Regions from separate parts of the Oryzias latipes genome. Here region 2 is linked to region 1. The links are chromatin contacts, called in public Hi-C maps. All regions are on one chromosome and are shown on one strand. The core of a region is the stretch at or near the end of the contact, and the rest is flanking DNA. Distances in the headings are between cores, read along the strand shown. Region 1 holds the start of znf609 (zinc finger protein 609). Region 2 overlaps trip4 (activating signal cointegrator 1).

Region 1 (6,208 bases), core at 1,156-3,655:
TTAGGTTGGGGTTGTGAGGGGATGTAACCTAGCAGGAGAACACCGTAAACAGATGGGTGACAGGGAAAAGGGGGTTGACTTGCTCCACGCCAACAGTCCCGCCCACATCTGAGAGGTGAATTTCTAATGAAGTGCTGGCGCTCTGCAGAAACTATGCCCTAGAAAATGACAGGATTTTTGATTTTGGCTTTAAAAAAAAGCAAAAATCAGAACTAAAAGACCACTGGGAACACTTTTAATATAGATCAAAACAATGATCGGAGTGGGACTTCAAGGAAAAGAAAGTAGCAACTAAGAAGACTTGGACTATTGTTGTTTAGAAACAAATAGTGTAGGTTTAATAACAACAGAGCTTGACCCTAACCTCTAAACAAATCCATTTATTTGCCTTTTTATTTTTATTAAGACGACAAAGAAGACCAACAAGAATCCAGTCAAAGCTGTTGAACAGCAGGAACAATGTTAAAAGATGTGAAAAACTGATGAAATAAACATGGCAACATGGGATACGGTCTTTTGTCACCACTCAAACTAGCTTAAACATTATTGTAGGTTAATGCTGACTGCTTCAATAGTGTTAATTTAATGTGGTGCTGTCATTCCAAACAGAGTAGCTCAAACTAAAAGCTCAGGTTTGAGTTTCTTCCAGCTGAAAAGGCTTATTTAGTGGATTGGTTCACTTGACCAACTTCCAGAAGGAACCAGCAAAATGGGCAAGAAATCATTTACTACTAGTTGTGCAACTTGCCAAAACCACACCATTTTGGGGCTTTAAATTAAAAAAGTTAGTTGTTGTACAACGTGAGGAATGCCACGTTGGTCTGAAAACGGTTTTGATTTTCCTACTTTCATGAGGAACCGCGATGTTTAAATTGAAGCTTCAGACTGAGAAACATTCCCCCCGTTGGTCCTGCTAATGTTCATAACATAGCACTGACAAAAAAAAAAAACAGAAAAGAACAGGGTTGGCAAAGATAGACACGTGTTTTCGAAAGTTAATGTTAAAAAAGAAGAAGTGTTCTTCTAGGTTTGACATTGTGGTTTGTGTAGCGGGGTTCTCAGCTAAGTTGCTTCGGTTTGCGCGACAACTTTTGCGTATTTTCGGCAGAAGTTGGAGAAGCTAGCAGCTAGCATAGCTCCGTGGAGTGGAACGCTAGCTACAGAGAAGAAACAATGAGCCTGGAGAGCAGCCGCGGCTAGCAGCCTGCTCTGCTGCCGCACGCTGACGCTGGGCTGCTACACGGACTAAAAGCTGGCCTGCCTGTCTGCTCTGCACGCCAGGCTAACATTAAATGGCTAACGAGTCTTAGCGCTGATAACAAAAAGAAGAAAATGTACCAACTTACCGACTTAACTGAACGTTCCTATTCCAAACCGTGGTCTGTCCATGGCGGTGTCCGCTCCATCAATGGGGGGGGGGGGGGGGGGGGGATAAAAGTAATGGAGCCGAATGACAAGAAAACCTCCTTAAATTCGCGTAGCTCTAGAAACCAACGGCAGCGCACCCTCAAGACATCCAACACAAGAGAGGAGGGGAGGCCAGCGATTCACTGGACTTCTGCCATCACACTTCGAGACACCGTCCGCGGCGAAAACAGCATTTTTACCGCTGCGATCTCAGGATCAGCAAATTTCCGGTTGTCTCCCGACTCCTTTCTGCATTTAATCCCACAGCGAAAAGATTTCCATCCAGGTTAATTCCTTCGTTTTCACCGTTAAAAGACGAGCACCGCGCTGCCTGTTCGTGTGGGAACTGATACAATGTAGACAGGCAGCCGCGGGAGCGGTTAGGAAACCCAGGACGGGGGGACTTCCCCTCGGATTGAACTGTCACACGCCACGGCGCCCGGGAGGAAGACGTGGAACTGGATCGTCCACGGGGAGTGGACCGGGTCCGTGGACAGCCTGCAGACAAACACCCCCTCCTGGGAAAAACTGTGCTACTGGTGTGTGTTTTGAACATGATCTTGTAGCATTGTGCTTATGATTGATGGCATATATACAGAAAATTAGGATCAAAACTGCATTTCTGTGGACTTTTCTATTCAAATTGTGTTGGAAAAAAGTGTGACGTAAAAGCAACAACGGCTCCATTCTAATGCATCCACATTAGATCCCTGTGCGTCTGTGATTTCCTCGACTGAGGTGGCATCTGCCTCTGAATAAGATCGTTTTGATCCTCGCCATTTTTGTTGCACCAGTAATGTTAATTTGGGGATTAGAGGGGACTGTAAGCTAGCGGGAGCGACTGTAAACAGATGTATGATGGGAAGTGGGGGCGGTCATACGCCATAATAACAGTCCCGCCCACAAGTCGGAGGTGAATTTCTAATGAACTAACTTAATCATTTATTGATGATGACTAAATTGATTGATTTTTAATTTTATTACTTCACTTGCTTCAAAAATTGATTCATGATTTCCTAATGAAACATAATTTGCACATATTTTTAACTTTTGATACTTGATCAATTTTTGCTATGAAGATTTTTGAAACAGTGTTATGTCTATTCTACTGGTATAGGATAATATTTTTAATCATATGCATGATTTTTGTAATCTGTATATATTTAAGATAACTGATCTGCATTTGCCATGTTGATTTCTAAGATAGTTATTTTTAAAATAATAATTAAGTAATTCTTCTTTGTCATGTGATTTATTGATACTCAAGGATTCTTCAGTCTGTCTGATAAAGTTTTGAAGCGGATAATGATAAATCATGTAATAAAATGGTTACGGTGGAACAGGGGTGGGATTGTGTAAATTGGCTTCCTTCCATTCCCTTTCATGAAATCTTTAATTTAATGTCAAATTATCCTTAGTTTGATACGTCTTTGTATGAATGTATGACTGATGATTGGAATGTTTTTGTGTACTATTAGTATTTGATTGCTTGAAGTAGAACATCAATCTATAATGTAATCATCTTTTTATTACTACAGCATAAAAATGTTTAACTTCCTGCAACACAAGTTCTTTGATTTGAACCAGCAGACAATTTGTTAATGAACAAAGAAAAACAATTAGTAAGTTATTTAGCTGGACTAAAATGATTAATTTGACCTTTTTTTAAACACAATCTCAAAAAATGAAGTGAACCCGTATTTAACAGACGAAGACGTTAGAATTAAATGCGTCTGAAGGATTCCTGCGACAGACTGGCGACCCGTCCAGGATGCTCCCTGCCTTCGCCCATAAGTGGTTGGGATAGGCTCCAGCAGCCCCGTGACCCCAAGGGGAACAAACAGAAGAAGACGAATGAATGAATGAATGATTCATGTCATTTAGAAACTGCATATTTTTTTGCTAATAATTTGTTATTTCTCAGTTTTCTCTCCTATAATCAGCGGCTATCTTTCAGGTAACTGCATAAAGATGTGCGTTTCCTTTTATATGTCATTGTTCTTCGGTAAAATCATCCTTTTTTTTTCCCCCCAGCTGATCTTTTCTAGAGGGTATAGCCAGCTGAACAGTCCATCAGAGCACTCAACCTAATGACCTAAAGAGCTTAACTAAAATGATAAAGGGAGTGTCATGCAGGAGCGGGGTAAACAGTAATCATTGGGATTTGTCAATATCTGCCAACTCAATCATCCTTCAGAGGAGCAGCTTGTAAAAAAGAAAAGGCTGAAAGAAGTGAGCTGATCCTGTTTGATATCAATAAAGCATTTAGTTCTGATCATTAGGAAGCTGTAAAATGTTTATTAGAAGGTGTTGATGGCATCTCCTTGGTCAAGAATGGGTTCAGAGGAATGAAAATTGGGTTAAATAAAAAAAAAATCAATGCTGGCGTCAAAGCTGCACAGAAACCTGCACACTTTATCTTTGCAACCGTGTAATTTCAGTAAACTGGATCCCTTAACAAACAACCGGGGGGAGGGGAAGGGGGGGGGGTTCTCAGGGAAAGATGTGGCATAAAAAGATTCCAACAATAAGACCCTTTCAGCTCATATTTCCAACTCTCACAGCTCTGCAGATAACCTTTCATGTTTACCAGCTTCAAACCCTGCAAAAGGCTTTAAGTCGTTGTCTGCCTGCGCTGGTTTCCCAGGCAACAAGAATATGATAATGTTGCCTTTGACATGACAGAAGGAATCATCTCGCTAACAAACAGAGACAACAGGCACAGGAAGGGCTTGGGGAAAGGCAGGGGAGGGGGCTGAATTAATGGGCTCATTTTCACACAGAGGGAAACGCCGCAGCAGCAGCAGCAGCAGCAGCAGCAGCAGCAGCAGCAGCAGCAGCAGCAGCAGCAGCAGCAGCAGCAGCAGCAGCAGCAGCAGCAGCAGCCACTCACCATCCTCCATCTTCTTCTTCCATCGCCTCCACTGCATTCCTGCTGGCAGGCACACTCTTGCTTTCCCAGGGGAACGGCCTGCCTTCATTGGAAAGCTAAATAACAGTCAGCAGCCCGGTGGGGACTGGAGGGGGCACAAATCGGATGATGGCTGCCCTTCAAAGCTGCCGCTCCAAAAAAAAAAAACCCAACAAGCAGGACCGCCACGACACCCATCTACTGTCCTGAAATGAACAAGCCGTGCGGGCGCCATGTGTTTCCCATCAGCGCAAAAAGGGGCTAATCAGCCAGCCATGTGGAATCACACAGGGCTTGGCTTGATTCATGTGATCATCTTTCCACTGCGCAATAAAAAAGGAACTGTAAAAACCTTGAAGACCCTCTAAAAGACGATTCATCTCTGGGACTTTTTTCTTTTAATGTGTGAAGTAGCGCCTTTGTTGCACATTTCTAAAGGGCAGAAAAACGGTCACTCTGACAGGGTTGGAAATTTTAAACTGACATAATAAATCCTTTCCCCTAACCCCCCCCCCAGTAAAACCTCACTTTTGGGCTTCTCAGTTTCACATATTTTGGGAATCATTACCTATTAAAAGTGTTTTTGCATGGAATAAGACTCAAGGATTCATGATAAAAACCGGCCAACGTTAACAGCTGTGGCTTTGAGCTAACTTTTATGTACTTTTATGTTGAAAATCTAGTACTTTTCCTCACCGTTTGCCTTTAGATACTTTTATTCATAACATTTGTGCTAATTTCTCTCAGAACAAACAATAAAATCAGCACATTAGTGGTCGCTGGACATAGAGGAAAGAAGTGAGGTGCATGTGTGGCCATGCTGACAGTAGTGGTGTGTGCGCAGCTAGTGCAATATCTAACTAACACAAGCAAGTAACAACGACTCACAAAAGAAAAGGCTTTGGTGGTCTTTATTGAAAATGTAACAACAGGGTTTAGATATCAGGTAGTGTTTTCTGGCATCACGCCACTCTTTTGAAATATGGAAATATTAGCATCATGCATCACTGTTTGTGCACATCAGTGGAAGCTTTGGTGTTTCATGGAAATATGCTTCCCTTTAATACACAAGTAAAAAATGTTATTCAGCAGCTGGAAGTACTAGAATTGAGGAGAAAAAATTTAGTTTTCCATTTCTCTGATTCCCAAATTGTAGATTATAAATCAGATTTGTTCAAACTGTTTGTAGTCAAGTATTTTACTTGCTTTTGTATTACAAGTACAAGTACTGTTATTTTGAATTGAGTTGATTTTTTTTTTTTTTTTTGGAGGGGTGGTGGTGGAACAAGTTGCCTGATGGGAAGCTCTGGATCAAAGATTTAATTTGATTTGATTGATTTTAAGCATTTAAAAAGAATTGAAAAATGTAATTAAAAACAATAAAACAGATATATCAAACAGATTTCCGATATCATTGACAAATTGATTTCAAAATAACGAAAAATGAACCAAGATCTTGTAAAATGATGCCACCTTCTTGACAGTATAATTACTCCTTTTCACATCATTTCAGTTAACATTGACATGTATCACACGTCGTGTAACAGATAAGCAATAAGTATTGATAACCATCAAAGTACATTATCGCACCAACCCAGTAATCATTGCTACACTGCTGATCAAGTAAGAAAAAGGAATGAATAATTCCTGGCTCCCAGAGAGGCTCCCAGAGAGCCTCAGGGCTGCAGAGACAGTTCATGTTTTTAAAGGAAGGCTTAAGACCTACCTTTTTAATTTAGCTTTTAGTTGAATTTTAGGATTTTTTATTTTTTATTTTATTTTATTTTATTATTATTATTATTATTTTTAATTTATTATTATTATTATTTTTAAATATTTTAATTAATTTATTTTTCTTTTAACTAGTTTTATATGTGTATGTAAATACAT
Region 2 (6,196 bases), core at 766-3,265, 120 kb after region 1:
GATGGCGCAATTCAAGCTCTGTATGGGGTATGATGTGCCTTTGCCACTGGTTAAAGGCTCATATCCCATCAGTGCACACACAGACTAATGCTGGCCTTGCAATTTTGCAGCATAAATGCTTTTCTATATTGTTTTTTTCCTATAAAAGTTGTATAAAGCACAATTTGGACATTTGCCCAGCCTTTCTATAAAAAAAAAATTACTGATGCAAGACTTTAGTTGGAAAAAAAACCCCACAACATTTTTAATATTGGAGATCTAGGAGATATTCACTCACCACCCACTTTATTTGGTACAGTTTGCTAGTAACCAGTTTGGACCCCTTTTTGCCTTCAGAACTGCATTATTCCTTGGTAGCATCGATTCAACAAGATACTGGAAACATTCCTCTGAGAATTTGGTCCATATTAACATGATAGCATCACACAGTTGCTGCAGATTTGTCGGCTGTACATCCATGATGCCAATCTCCCGTTCTACCACATCCAAAAGGTGATCTATTTGGTTGAGATCTGGTGACTGTGGAGGCAATTTGAGTCCAGTGAACTCATTGTCATGTTCAAGAAACCAGTCTGAGATTATTCCAGCTTTATGACATGTCACACTATCCTTCTGGAAGTAGCCATACAAAGAAGGTACACTGTGGTCATAAAAAGATGGACATGGTCAGCAACAATACTTGGGTAGGCTGTGGCGTTGGCACCATGCTCAGTTGGTACCAAGGAGCCCAATAGTGCCAACAAATATCCCCCACACATGACACCACCATCAGCCTGAACCAATAATACAAGGAAGGATGGATTCATGCTTTCATGTTGCTGACGCCAAATTCTGATCCTACCATCAAAATGTTGCAGCAGAAATGGAGACTCATCAGACCAGACAATGTTTTTCCAACCTCCTATTGTCCAGTTTTGGTGAGTTTGTGTGAATTGTAGCCTCAGTTTCCTGTTCTTAGCTGACAGAAGTGGCACCCGGTATGGTCTTCTGCTGCTGTAGTCCATCTGCTTCAAGGATGTGTTTTGCGTTCAAAGATGCTCGTCTGTAGACCTCTGTTGTAACCAGTGGTTATTTAAGTTCTTGTTGGCTTTCTATCAGCTGGAACCAGTCTGGTCATTCTCCTCTGGAATCAACAAGGCATCGCCGCCCACAGAACTGCAGCTCACTGGAAATGTTCTCTTTTTCAGACCATTCTAGAGTTGGTTCTGGGTAAAAACCCCAGTGGATCAGCAGTTTCTGATATACTCAGATCAGCCCATCTGGCACCAACAACCACGCAGCGTTCAGTCACTCCAATTACCTCTCTTCTCCATTCTGATGCTTTGTTTGAACTGCAGCAGATCGTCCTGACCATATCTACATGTATAAATGGATCGTGTTGCTGCCATGCAATTGGCTGATTAGAAATTTGCATGGATGAGCAGTTGGACAGATGCGCCTAGTAAAGTGGCCAGTGATTGTAGATGTGGGAAGCCTTTGTGACGTGGTCATGGACAGTTTGATGGTTGTAGGGTTTTGTGACCAAAAAAACAAAGACCTTCAGTTTCGACTAAGCTTCTTTTAATCAATAGACTGTCAAATACAGTGATGCCAGATGAACAATTTCCTTAAATACGACCAAATCTTATTGTTTTAATCTTTATTAATTAACTCATGTTAAGAAATAAGAATTTGTAACCTACTCTTTTTTCCTCCTCTGAAGGATGGTGACAGCTCAGGCTCTAACCATCTCTAACCATTCCTGAGTGAGCATTGTGTGGGTTAGAATGGAGAAACAGAGCACACATCATAATGGTTTGCCAATTATCAGTAGCAAAGGGGGGCTGGGAGAGCTGGATAGAGAATGAGATTGTGAGGGGAGTGGATCAATACAACAGTCAGTTTTTAATGAGGGCAGGAATCCATCCAAGACAAGCAGAACAAATCCCTGCGCTGGCTTTTTCCGCTTGTTCTGTTCTGCCTGTCACAATAGTATTGCTGCTGTGGAGATGACTGGTGCAACGGCACCCCTAAAGGTGAACAGCTGCAACTGCACAAGATCAGCAATGATTAAGTGGCTTCAGTATTTACAACACCCTTTGGGAAGCCTCAGTGCTTCTCTCCTGATCCACCCACATTGCACTTTCCCTGAAGATTTCAAACATCACTTGAGATAGATTTAGAAGATCCAGAAGAATAATGGCTCACCACATCTCTTTTCACCACCTACAACTGCCAGCACAGTAAATCCCACATCTCGCCCACTCTAGCTTTACAGCGCGGATATTTGCAACTACGCACTAAGACAACATGACCCTATCCAACATTAAACATTGAACTTCTACATGGCTAATCGGCTCTCCGTTTTCCACAGAAAGGTGGACCTTAAATAACGGCTCTGCGCCATCACCAGGCGTTTGGCCGGGATAATCCGCTCTGGTTGCTGCACTTTTTTTTATGCATCTGCCTTTTCTTTTTCTAAAGAGGCCTTGTGTGGCGTGGGGGGCTTTATTTATGACTGCTCAGTGCCAGTGGACACACATACAGATACACACCCTTTCACAGGATGAAAGGCCACTCACACTGCCTGCAAACATGATTTTACAGCCCTGGGTGGAAGGAGCGGTGGAGGGGAGAATGAGGACAAAAGGGGGAAAAAAAACCTTAAATTTACAGGTCCCGGCAGTCAAAACGCAACCATGGAGCTGCACACATTTCAGTCTTTATAGAAGAAGAAAAAAACAAATAGAGTGATGAAAGACGTGTAAATGTACGGCATGTAAAAATTGTGCACTGTTTTTGAATTTTACCGAGAACTACAACACTTGTTTTTTTCTCTAACAATCTTAACACAAGCTAAGAACACCTGAACAAGTAAAACTCACAACACAGATTTTCTTGTGTCTACAAACAAAAAAATCATTCAAAACTCAGAGATTTGATCAATAAGTACACATAAAAGGGTTTTCGGATTGAAAATGTTTTAATCATAAAAAGTTGTTATCTTGCGAAATAACAACTTTTTATGATTAATAAATTATAAAAATAATAATAAATAATGATAAATCCCAGCAGATTCATTCTAACACCCACAGATCTTTTTACAAAGTGGGTTGTGGTAAAATCTCTTTATAAACACTACAAAGAATAATGTCAGACACAACTTATGAAGGTAAATAACTTTGGGTTACAGAAGGAAATGTGAAATGAAAATATGTAGAGCCCGAGCAGATCTCCACGCTACGTAGTTTGTCCAAGTGGGGCTACCGTAGTGTGACTTTATCCTCAGTCGAAAGGACCCCGAACGGTTATTGCAGGCCAAATGGTTATGGTGCCTACACCGGTACGAAGCCCATTGAAACGACTGTTGTTGTGAATTTGGGCTATATATATATAAATAAAATTGAATTGAATTTTAAGGGAGCAGCTTTTAATAAGCTGGGCTTCTGCCTGCTCCTTTTCAAACGTGTTTACACTGTTATTATTGTTGTTTTTACTATTATTTTTACTATTAGTATATATAAATGTGTATCATATAGATTGTCTTCTAATTATTAACCTGTTTGAAACAAATATAATAAATGTTCAATAACAAAAAAGTGGGTTAGATGGCAAAGAAATCTGATCTTACTAGTTGATGTCAAACAAGTCCCTTGATGTGTGCTTTTTTCCCTAAAAAATGATCATTTTCAGTGGAATTACTCTTGTAGAAATACAATAATGGCCCAAAAATATAGAAAAAAAAAAGTACAAAAAAAAGAAGAGCAGTCTAAATGGGAAAGCATGACACACAAAAGACTAACACAAAGAAAATCCATTTTGACAAAATGACAATGATTTAGAGAGTGAGTCTGGATGAATTACTGAATTGGGGGACATCATTTTCAGGTTTATAAGGCAGCTTTGAGCATATATGCAATGGAGCAGAGAGTCACAGTTTTTCACATTGTCATATCAGTGTGTGTTTAACATTTAAAGTGGGATCCCGCTGAAGCAACACCCAGCACTGTGGAGGAGGGGAAGGGGGCAGAAGAATGGGTCCTGTTAGTTTTGTTCTAAGGTGTGTGCTGCCCCTAGTGGGACACAGAGTAATCTGTCAGACTGTTTGCTGTTAAGGTGCTTCCTGACCTCTGCAGGTGGGCAGCAGTACTGCATCTGCCTCTCATAACTTGCAATTCTAAAACACATGGTTATTGAGGTCAGATTTGCTGACACTTCATTTAAGCCTGGAAACATGACTCACAGATACTTCAGATAAAAACATTCCCCTCCGTGTGACGGCTGCAAGGTGGAGTGGCATTGTGGTGATTTAACTTAGAATAAGAGTATGAACTGACCTGGTCCCTAAACTGCTGCTGGGAGAGGCAGTCTGTCACATTTATGCAACCCAACAGGCAGCCAGCGGGATAGTCTTTAGGAAACTTGATTTCTGCAGAAAAAAGCAGAGAAATGACTGATTGTTGACAGCATCTGTAACAAAAGATAACGTTCTTTGCTGCAGGAATGTAAAACCTAACTTTGCTCTGACACAAATAAAGGACTTATGCATTCTAAAATTAAGGATTACAATGTGCAAAAACCTTCTCTTTTTCACATTTTTCACTTTGTTTCCAGATGATCAAATACTGATTTGACCATCCAGGAATGGTGATGGAAAACATTCACAATCAACCATGTCAAAGTCTCCAATGAAATAACTCCACACTTTTTTAAAGATTGGTTCATTTGAATGAAATATTATGAAAGTCTGTTAAATATTTTTAAAACCATCAGCATTAAAGCTCAATTCCACTGACGTGCAAAATGGAGATGATCTGAGCTTTTCTTTTTTTTAATTTGATTTGGAATAATGCCAACAATGACAGCAAGTCATGGGGGGTTTTGTTTAGAAAAACAAAAAACTCTTAATAATGTAAAAACACAATTGTGATTCAGTTTTTTTACTCTCTGATCCCTAATATTTTGTGGTGATGACCTACATCACAGTTAAAAAATAAAATAAAGTCAAGTATCACTTGAACATAAGAAACCTGATCAAACAATGCTATCTTTTGGAAAACACCTGATAAACCAGTAACATTTGCATTTCTACAAGCGGTGGCTGGTTGGCTCAGTTGGCTGGAAACAACAACAGCTAGTACTTCCACAGTACTATGCTGTAATATTTTGAATCTGCTGTAGCTGAGAAAACATTTTTGGAGAGTTTGTTTGTAAGATACAGCGGCTTCACACAGCTTATCAATCAGTTTCAAACCGTGCACACACCTTTCTTAGAAAGACGTCGGTACATTTCCTCCACTTCAGCGATCTCTTGAGGTGTGGGTTTTTTGGCTGCGGCTGCAATCCAAAGTCGACCTCGATGTGAAGTGTACCAGGTCCTGCCTTCTACCCTATACAAGAACACATACAGAGGAGTCACATCTGCTGTCATTGTCCAAAAAGATGAATGCACGTCCAGCTGTGTCTCACTTCTTGATGCCCTTGACCAGCAGTGAGGCCCACGGCTGATGCATGCTGAGGCACCAGCCTCCGTCAGAGATCTCCTGCAACTCTTTGTCTTGGAGCCGCAGCCTGCGACGCCCATTCCCCTCCTGGTCCTCCACACTCACTCGTTGCTTCATGGAGCCGCTGTGGTTTTCACCACCTCCAACATCCACCCACTAAAGGAGGAATTTACAGAAATAAGTACAAGCAAGCATGAACCGCACACTTGCACCCAGTAAATAACATGCCTGTGGCGCCGCCTGTCGGAGGTCTGGGTTGATCAGCCCACTGATGTTCTTCCTTCCACCTGGACTGCCGGAGAACTCCTTTGACTGGGGTTCATTGTTCATGGCATGAAGAGTCTCATCCAATCTGAAAGTTAAGGTAAAAAAAAAACATTTACAAACAACCAAACATCTCCGCCTGTTCAGATGTTGGATTTTCCTACTTTTTATAATATGCATCCATATTGTTTCCGTCATCAATCACTTGTCTCCCAGCAAAGTCCAGCGTGATCTTCCTGTCCTTGCGAGATGCATGACGAAGCTCCCTCAGCTCCTCCTCCTTCCTCCTCAGCTTCTCTCTCTCACCAGGGGAAAGCCACTGATTGGATTCGGTTGCAAAGTAATCAGCCTCATCATCCAGAACCTGGGTTCTCCTCACACTGGATTTAAGGTTGGAAGTAAATCACAGAACAAGTTATGGAAAATTTGATAGAGCCCATGTAAAGTAG

The links. A called contact is a pair of places that touch in the nucleus more often than the background predicts.
Region 2: a Hi-C map of embryo shows a contact between it and region 1, with 2.9 times the contacts expected there. The contact joins the enhancer-like site here to the promoter of znf609 in region 1. A contact is called at or near these places in 3 of 5 Hi-C or Micro-C datasets (embryo and fibroblasts).

The regions. Positions count from the first base shown.
Region 1 is chr3:11,270,549-11,276,756 of ASM223467v1, forward strand. It overlaps znf609 (zinc finger protein 609), which reads right to left and starts at 2,406. Exons shown (of 8, transcript XM_004066872.3): 1 at 1,347-2,406.
Region 2 is chr3:11,385,941-11,392,136 of ASM223467v1, forward strand. It overlaps trip4 (activating signal cointegrator 1), which reads right to left. Exons shown (of 13, transcript XM_023952878.1): 7 at 5,912-6,127; 8 at 5,712-5,835; 9 at 5,449-5,639; 10 at 5,245-5,369; 11 at 4,317-4,408. Among protein-coding and RNA genes, the nearest start is that of trip4, 13 kb to the right of the region's middle. Within about 2 kb of position 2,016, at least 3 of the 8 cell types and tissues checked have an H3K27ac peak or open chromatin away from gene starts, as enhancers often do. A contact at or near this core is called in embryo, where this site is marked.